Regions from separate parts of the Aedes albopictus genome. Here region 1 is linked to region 2. Evidence: chromatin contacts called from public Hi-C data. All regions are on one chromosome and are shown on one strand. The core of a region is the stretch at or near the end of the contact, and the rest is flanking DNA. Distances in the headings are between cores, read along the strand shown.

What was found. Hi-C and Micro-C count contacts between places; a contact is called where the count stands out from the background.
Region 1: a contact with region 2 is called in a Hi-C map of embryo, with 7 times the contacts expected there. The contact joins the promoter of LOC109415735 here to the promoter of LOC109415739 in region 2. A contact is called at or near these places in 2 of 3 Hi-C or Micro-C datasets (embryo and whole body).

What each region holds. Positions count from the first base shown.
Region 1 is chr2:435,608,157-435,611,745 of AalbF5, forward strand. LOC109415735 (lethal(2)neighbour of tid protein 2) reads left to right here and starts at 2,248. Exons shown (of 2, transcript XM_019689662.3): 1 at 2,248-2,738; 2 at 2,811-3,589. The coding sequence starts at 2,417.
Region 2 is chr2:435,030,280-435,034,225 of AalbF5, forward strand. It overlaps LOC109415739 (GPI ethanolamine phosphate transferase 3), which reads left to right and starts at 2,546. Exons shown (of 4, transcript XM_019689669.3): 1 at 2,546-2,706; 2 at 2,777-3,036; 3 at 3,093-3,946. The coding sequence starts at 2,860.

The DNA of each region.
Region 1 (3,589 bases), core at 998-3,497, 580 kb after region 2:
AAAGAATGAGACCCCAGATATGCCGAACCTTTGCTAGATTGCCGCCCTCAAGAGTCTTCTTTCATCCATCTAGATGAACATAACAGCGTACCTCGGTACCGAGCCAAATCAAGCTTTCCATCACATGCCGCTGTAAAAAGGAGGAAGTTTGAATTTCTAATCCACCGTTATTAAGAGTGCGATTAGATGAAAACCAAATTATTTAATATACTTGAATAGAAGCTACAGCGAATGAATAAAAAAGATTTCTAATGGAATTGTGGAACAAATTTTGGTTGAATTCCGTGGGAATTCTGGCATGTATCTGGTTGCGCTTATGGTGGGATTTATAGTGGACTTCTCACAGTTCCCCTTATAAGATTCTTTGAGAGGTTTATTCAGGATACCATCCGAAGTTCCTTCTGAGATTCTTTCAGGAGTCTCTTATAAGATTTCTGAAAATGTTTCATCTTGAATTCCTCTAGGAGTTCTTCCCAGGATTTATGCGGAAACTCCTTTCGTGATTACCCCAGAGATTGCTTCTGGGATGCCGCCAGGAGTTTTGCGAATTCTTCAGGAATTCGATCCGAGATTCTTTCAGGAATTCCTTCCAGGGTACCTCCGGGTACGTTCAATGGCCAAATGGCAAGGTTTGTTGACACCTTGAAGAGGTCGTTACGCAAAATCAACGAGGGGAAGAACCAAGGAAGAACATTTCCGAAACGCTCCAGACTTTCCTTCAAGTATACAGGACTACTCCTAAACTGTAGGACACCTTCGCAGCAGATGCTTGGTCGGAACATCAAGACAGTTCTGGATCTCCTACATCACGATCAACCGAAGCCCGTTGTCCACAATCATCGCCAGGACGAGCAGTTTATCGAAGTCATCGGACGTCAACCACAATGGGCTCTTGGACGAGTGAAGAGGCAGCCATTGAAGAAATTTCGACATCGCTAAGAATTCTGGTGGTTATGTTTGGCCTACAATCCACGAGACCACCAGTGCAACCCCGTTGCGAGTAACCTGGAACACCAAGTTCTGGGTGGCCGAACTTGAACTTGACAAAATTTTCTCTAATTCTTCTAATTTCCTTGAATAAAGAAGTACAAACCAAAAAAAACTCACGATGTGCGCACTTGCTGTAACTCGGTTTAAACTGTCAATGACCGACGCAGCTGATTTGTTTAAAGCCAGCAAAAGAGCTGTCATATGCGGCGTCGCGACGTCGCAGCACTTTGAGCGATATTGGGCGATTTTCAGCCGATTTTTTTTAATTTTTTCGATTTTTTGAGTTATATAAGATTTTAACCATTTTGATGAGAATAGTTAGCTTAAAACGAGTTAAAATGCGCTAAAATGTCTAAAACCATGGAAAATGGAGAAAATCCGATAAAATTGATTTTATTCCAATGAAATATTTTTAATCGTCAAAAAATATGCAACCCAAAGAAAATTACGTTTTATCGCATGGTAATTGACCCAAATAGATTTGTGTCGACCCCCTCGCCTAAATGTTCCTGTTTGACATACACGGTAAACAAAATTTACCCAAAATTTAGTGCTAAACAAGGAGTGTTGCAAAAATTATTAAAATTTTTGAAAATATATTTTATGGGCTTAGGAATACTTAAAAAATGAGTAAACATGTCGTTTTAATCAATGCTTGATCGAATTATGCAGAAATTGAGATAGGCCTTTAGGAGCCTATTAGCGAACTTGTAACTAAAAAGCGTTGCAACGAGCGGGTTTGCAACGAGCGAACGGCCGCTGTACAAACTTTAAATGCATTTAAAATATACACAGAAAAAAATGTTGTGTAATATTACATCTGGACTGCTGTAGCCCGATCAATCCGTCGGTTGCATGAATATTACATAGGACGATGTACACATAAGAACAAAAGATTTTACATCAAAACGATGTAATCGTACGTACATAGGAATCGTGATTACATAACATTACGTGATTACATCGGAATGAGTTATATCGGGCGGGTTGCATTTATTTTTTACTGTGTTAGTTCCCGGACTCCAAAAGTTATGAAATTTTGGATTTCGACTAATTTTTGGGCATATAACCCGGATACCCCTAAAAAACCCAATTAATCGACTGTAAATCATCCTCTGGTCAAAATTCACAACTTTTGCCCGCTGTGCGGTGCAGCGACGCGTAAGTTCCCCATCGAACACGCTGGCACCCAGGCCTCCGCCCACGAAAAATTACGAAAGAGAGCATAAAACAAAAATAGCGATAACCTCTCTCCAACCGACGAGCGTCGTCTCGTCGCACCTGCGGCTGCGTTGGTACCCGTGTCCCTCGTCTTTTGGCCCGTCACCGGCAGCTGCTCCCGATAGCTCCCGATCGCATCAGCACGCAGTGATCAAAATAGAACAACACGTCGGGGCGAGAGTAGTGACAGAAAAATAAGTCCAACATGGCACCACCGGGTACCGGGAAAAACAAATCCCATTCGGGCGCCGGTAAACGAGGCAGCACGGCTGGCCACGGAGCAAAACCAACCAAGGTAACGTTGTGGACGCACCTGCAGAAGCAGTATCTGAATGTGGCATTCGTGAAGTCGCTCATTTTCGACCCTGCCCGGCTTCCGCTGGTGTCGTGGCTCATACTGGCTGCCGAGCTGGTGCTGAATGTTTTTGTGGTGCAAAATGTGCCGTACACGGAGATCGACTGGAAGGCCTACATGCAGGAGTGCGAAGGATTTTTGAATGGGACGACTAATTATGCGAAGCTGCGTGGTGAGTTGGCCAATAAACTTGTGAGATTTTTCATAGAGATAATCAACCTTGGACTTCTTAAACCCCTTGCAGGTGATACCGGGCCGCTGGTCTACCCCGCAGGTTTCGTCTACATCTACAGTGCTCTGTACTTCATCACGTCCCACGGTCATAACATCCGACTGGCACAGTACATCTTCGTAGGCATCTACATGGTACAGATGTGGTTGGTTCTGCGGCTTTACAGCAAGACCCGGAAGCTACCTCCCTACGTGCTGGTCATTACCACTTTTACGTCCTACCGGATCCATTCGATTTACGTCCTGAGGCTGTTTAACGACCCAATAGCGATTCTATTCCTATACGTTGCGATAAATCTCTACATCGACAACCGGTGGACATTGGGCAGTATTTTCCTCAGTTTGGGCGTCTCCGTGAAGATGAACGTTCTGCTGTTCGCCCCGGCAATCTTCCTGCTCTTCCTAACTAATCTGGGCATTGTGAAGACAATTGGGCAATTGGCTGTTTGTGGTATGATACAGTTGCTTCTTGGAGCTCCATTCTTGATGACACACCCGTGGCAGTACCTGAAAGGTAGTTTCGATCTCGGCCGGATCTTTGAACATAAATGGACCGTCAATTACCGTTTCCTGGAGCGGGAGATCTTTGAGAACAAGACGTTTCACCTGGGCCTGCTGGGTCTGCATGTACTGTTGCTGATTGCTTTTGCCTCACCTTGCTATAAGTACTTCCAGAACTACTGCCGCCTGCGGCATTTGGAAACCATGTTCGCTCCGCAGATTGCCGCCAAAAACCGTGAAATGGCCTTGGAGAAAAAGAAGAAGAAGGAGAAGCCAAAACCCGCCCCCAAA
Region 2 (3,946 bases), core at 1,296-3,795:
TTTTATCCATCGCAGAACGCTAGCCACCCATGCAAACTTGCATTATCATACGAAAGTACAGTCAAACACGCTCCTTGTCACTTTATTTCAAATAATCAATGAAGAGAAATCGATCATTTCACTTACGATGTAATTTAAGAAACATGACATGATTTATTACAGAATTAATCAAGGAATTAATTCATCAAAAAACTATAGAGTAGAATACGAATATTATTTATTTTTGGACATGACATTCATCTATATATATAAAAATGAGTTCGAAGTGCCTTTGAGGCAACAAAACTCAAGAAGGGGTGGATCGATCAACATGATTCTTGCACGGTTCAATTCGTATTCGTGTTGGCTGTGTTTATATGTACAAAAAGTTATCAAAATCATCTAGAAAAGTATGAAAATAGTCAAGTTACTGATTTTTTATGAGCTGGGAAGGAAATCAACATGATCGAAATAAAACCAATCTAGAGGGCGGTGCTGCAATGACCTTAACAGTTGTCAAACAATCACAAGTGGGCAAGACAAAGTTTGCCGGGTCTGCTAGTACTTTATAATTTTGATTTCTATAATTATTAATAGGTAAATGAATTTAATAAGAGCAAACATACGATAGTTATAATTTTCATCGTATGATGTTTTTAAGCGAAACTTATGATTTTTGTAAGTGCTAGGACATGGAATTTTTCCCTCTTTAATCATAAGTGAAATTTATGACTTTCAGCAATAATCGTAATGTCGCCAAATCAGGGGATCTTACGTTCTTCCTAAATTTTTTTTGCCTCAGTGTATTAGCGGGCTTGCAACCAAAAAGCACAGACAAACAGACGTAACACTTCGAATATTTTTCGATTCAAATCATAGTCACGGAAACATATTCGCCCAATGCTAAAAGGACTAAGTTTGGCCGACCACCAACTAGGTGGCGGTAGTGAGCAAACGTCAAACTCGAACAAAAACTATGCGAGCGCCACGGTTGGGCAGCTGGCCAACTATCAAATTTTGAAAAAGACCGTTAAATCCGTGTACGATGAGAATTATCAGAGTGTTACGTCTGTTTGTCTGTGCAAAAAGCGTTGCAACGAGCGGGTTTGCAACGAGCGAACGGCCGCTGTATAAAGACTTTCTTTAATATCAGGGACAGACTGGTGGTATTCGTACCATGGTACAAGTTGTCAAGAAAATTATCACAAGGCTGTCTTGACTGAAGACAATAATCAGTATAGAACTCATTTCAAGATAATTGTATCATGGTACGTATACCACCAGTCTGTCCAAGGCATAACCCTCCAGCGCGCGCGCTGTTGTAAAAGTACAACACTACACTCAGAATAAATAACATATTAAATTTAAAAGTTTTGCTCTTAGATTGTGACCAGTTGCTTTTGCACTTGGAAAATATGTGCAGCGCTATCGAATCTTTGTCGATTCAATCATGATAGAATTTATGTGCATCGCTACAGGTTTTCAACCGTTTAGTGCATAGTTTTTATTATGACGAATAATAACATGATTTACACGTGGGATTAGCTTAAAATGTAAATAAATCCAAATTCTGCATAGTGTATGACCGAGCTGATTTTATTAAATACCACCAGGAATAACATCTGACTTAACATTAGGTACTTTAGCTTCGCATCTGCATCCGGCAGCTCCCGAATGATTCGGGCCGAATCGTTCACGAGTCCGTGCTTCCTGACCTGGCATTGTTGACGATGGAGAAGCGATCGACAATGAAGCACATTTCTATAGAAAATACAAAAGAAATGTAAGTAGTTTGAAAAAGTTTGTGAAGCAGATAGTTAACTTCTTACCTTCAAAACCAGCAAGTGACTCGATCCACGAAACACCACAAATGAAAAAGAAATCCTCCGAACGCGCCATGTTCGTTTCATGTTTGTTATGCTTGTGTTTGAAATTTATAAGGGCAGGGTTGCTTTTTATGTTGCTACACTCGAAATATATTATGGGAGGAATGAAATATAATATTGTAACTTTTAATTTTCATTAGTTGCACATAGAATGATTTTTTTCTCTCTCGTTCGTAGTCTATGTGCTTTCTGCACTTAGATTCTATCAGTAAATTAATTTGAGTGTACCAACAAACCTCGCTCGTCGTACACAGCCAGGGATGCCAGGTCAATTTTTGAAAAATCTGGATGATTTAGGAAGATTTGTCTGGAAAAGTCTGGATTTGCGTGAAAACCTTACAAATTCCGGGCAAAAACCTTACAAATTCCGAGCAAAACCTTACAAATCCGGAAAACAAATGTCTGGATCTTCCAGACTTTTGTTAAATGAGACCTCAAAAATCTGGATAAATCCAGATAAATCTGGAAGGTTGGCAACGCTGTACACAGCGCGAACGCGGTGCAGTTTTGGTTGCTTGATGGCGCGCGTCCTGAAAGGTTAAATAAAATAAAATTTAAATAAATTCATTTCCATTTAGAATTAGAACCCTATCCAACACCGGCATCACAAGCAGAATCCACCTCCGTCAGCTGTTTGTCAAACCGCAGCTGTCAGTCCAATCAAAACATTAGTGCTGTGTGATGCGCGTTCACTCGCATCAGGGAGTGTTTGCATTTTCAGCCGAAATTTTTGAGCTATCCTCCCGGTCGTTTTATCTTAATTAACCACTTAATTATCACTTAGACTGGTGTCCTAATCTCTGTCGCGCTGGTGGTGCTGATTGGATTTATTGCTGCAGCAGTAAGTGGAGCGTCTGCCGCAGAAGCTGTTTGTGTGGAGGAAGTTGTGTAATCTCTTGTTTCATTTCCAGTCTGATGGAGCGCTAGCGTTCTCTTGTGTTCTTTAGGATAAGTTAGATTTGGAAGGAAGTAGATCATTTGTGGGCGGGCGAGAATGGCAGTAACCAAGTCGTGGAGTTTCGTGTTTGTGCTGGTGTGGTTGTCGCTACTGCTGGCTGCCGGCATCCATTTGTTCTCGAAGGGATTTCTGCTGACCCGGGTGGCGCAAACCGATTTCAATAGTTGCGTCCGGTACGATGAGTACCGGTGTGAGAATGATAAGGATTATAAGGTAAGAGTTTTGAAATAAAAATTTATCAATAATTATTGTAACTTTGTTATTTGTAGGGAACCTGCAACGGGTCGGAAAAAGTTGCTTCGATTCTGCGGGATGTGAACCAGTCGGCAAACATTTGCCTGCCCCAGAAAAGTAAAGTTATTTTACTGGTGATTGACGCCCTCCGGTACGACTTTGGCATGTTCGATCCGGATTTGAAGGATCCACTCCCGTACCAGAACAAGCTGCCGGTTATGATGGAATTGCAGAACCGCTATCCGGATCACACTCGAAAGCTGAAGTTTGTGGCGGATCCACCGACGACGACGCTGCAGCGGCTGAAGGGCATGACGACCGGAAGTTTACCGACGTTCATCGACATTGGGTCGAATTTTGCTTCGCCGGAAATCAACGAAGACAACGTGGTCGATCAGTGGGTGAGGAATAACAAAACGGCGATATTCCTCGGTGATAGCACCTGGACGGAGCTGTTCCCCGGAAGGTTCAAGCGGAAGTATGATTACCCGAGTTTCAACATCCACGACTTGGACACGGTTGACCGGGCGATTGAGGCGTACCTTCCGCGGGAAATTGCCAAGAAGGATTGGGATGTCATTGTGGGACATTTTCTGGGGGTGGATCACTGTGGACACCGGTATGGGCCGCTGCACGATGAGATGACGAGAAAGCTGAGCGAAATGGATGCTGTCATTCGGAATGTTACGGAGCAAATGGATGATGAAACCACTTTGATCGTTATAGGCGATCATGGAATGACCCAAACTGGTGACCACGGAGGAGAATCCACGGACGAAGTTGATGCGCTGTTCTTCATGTATTCAAAGGGAACTCCTTTGCTTCCACAGCAATATGACGAACACAAAACTGCAATTCAGCAAATCGATTTAGTACCACTCCTTTCCTC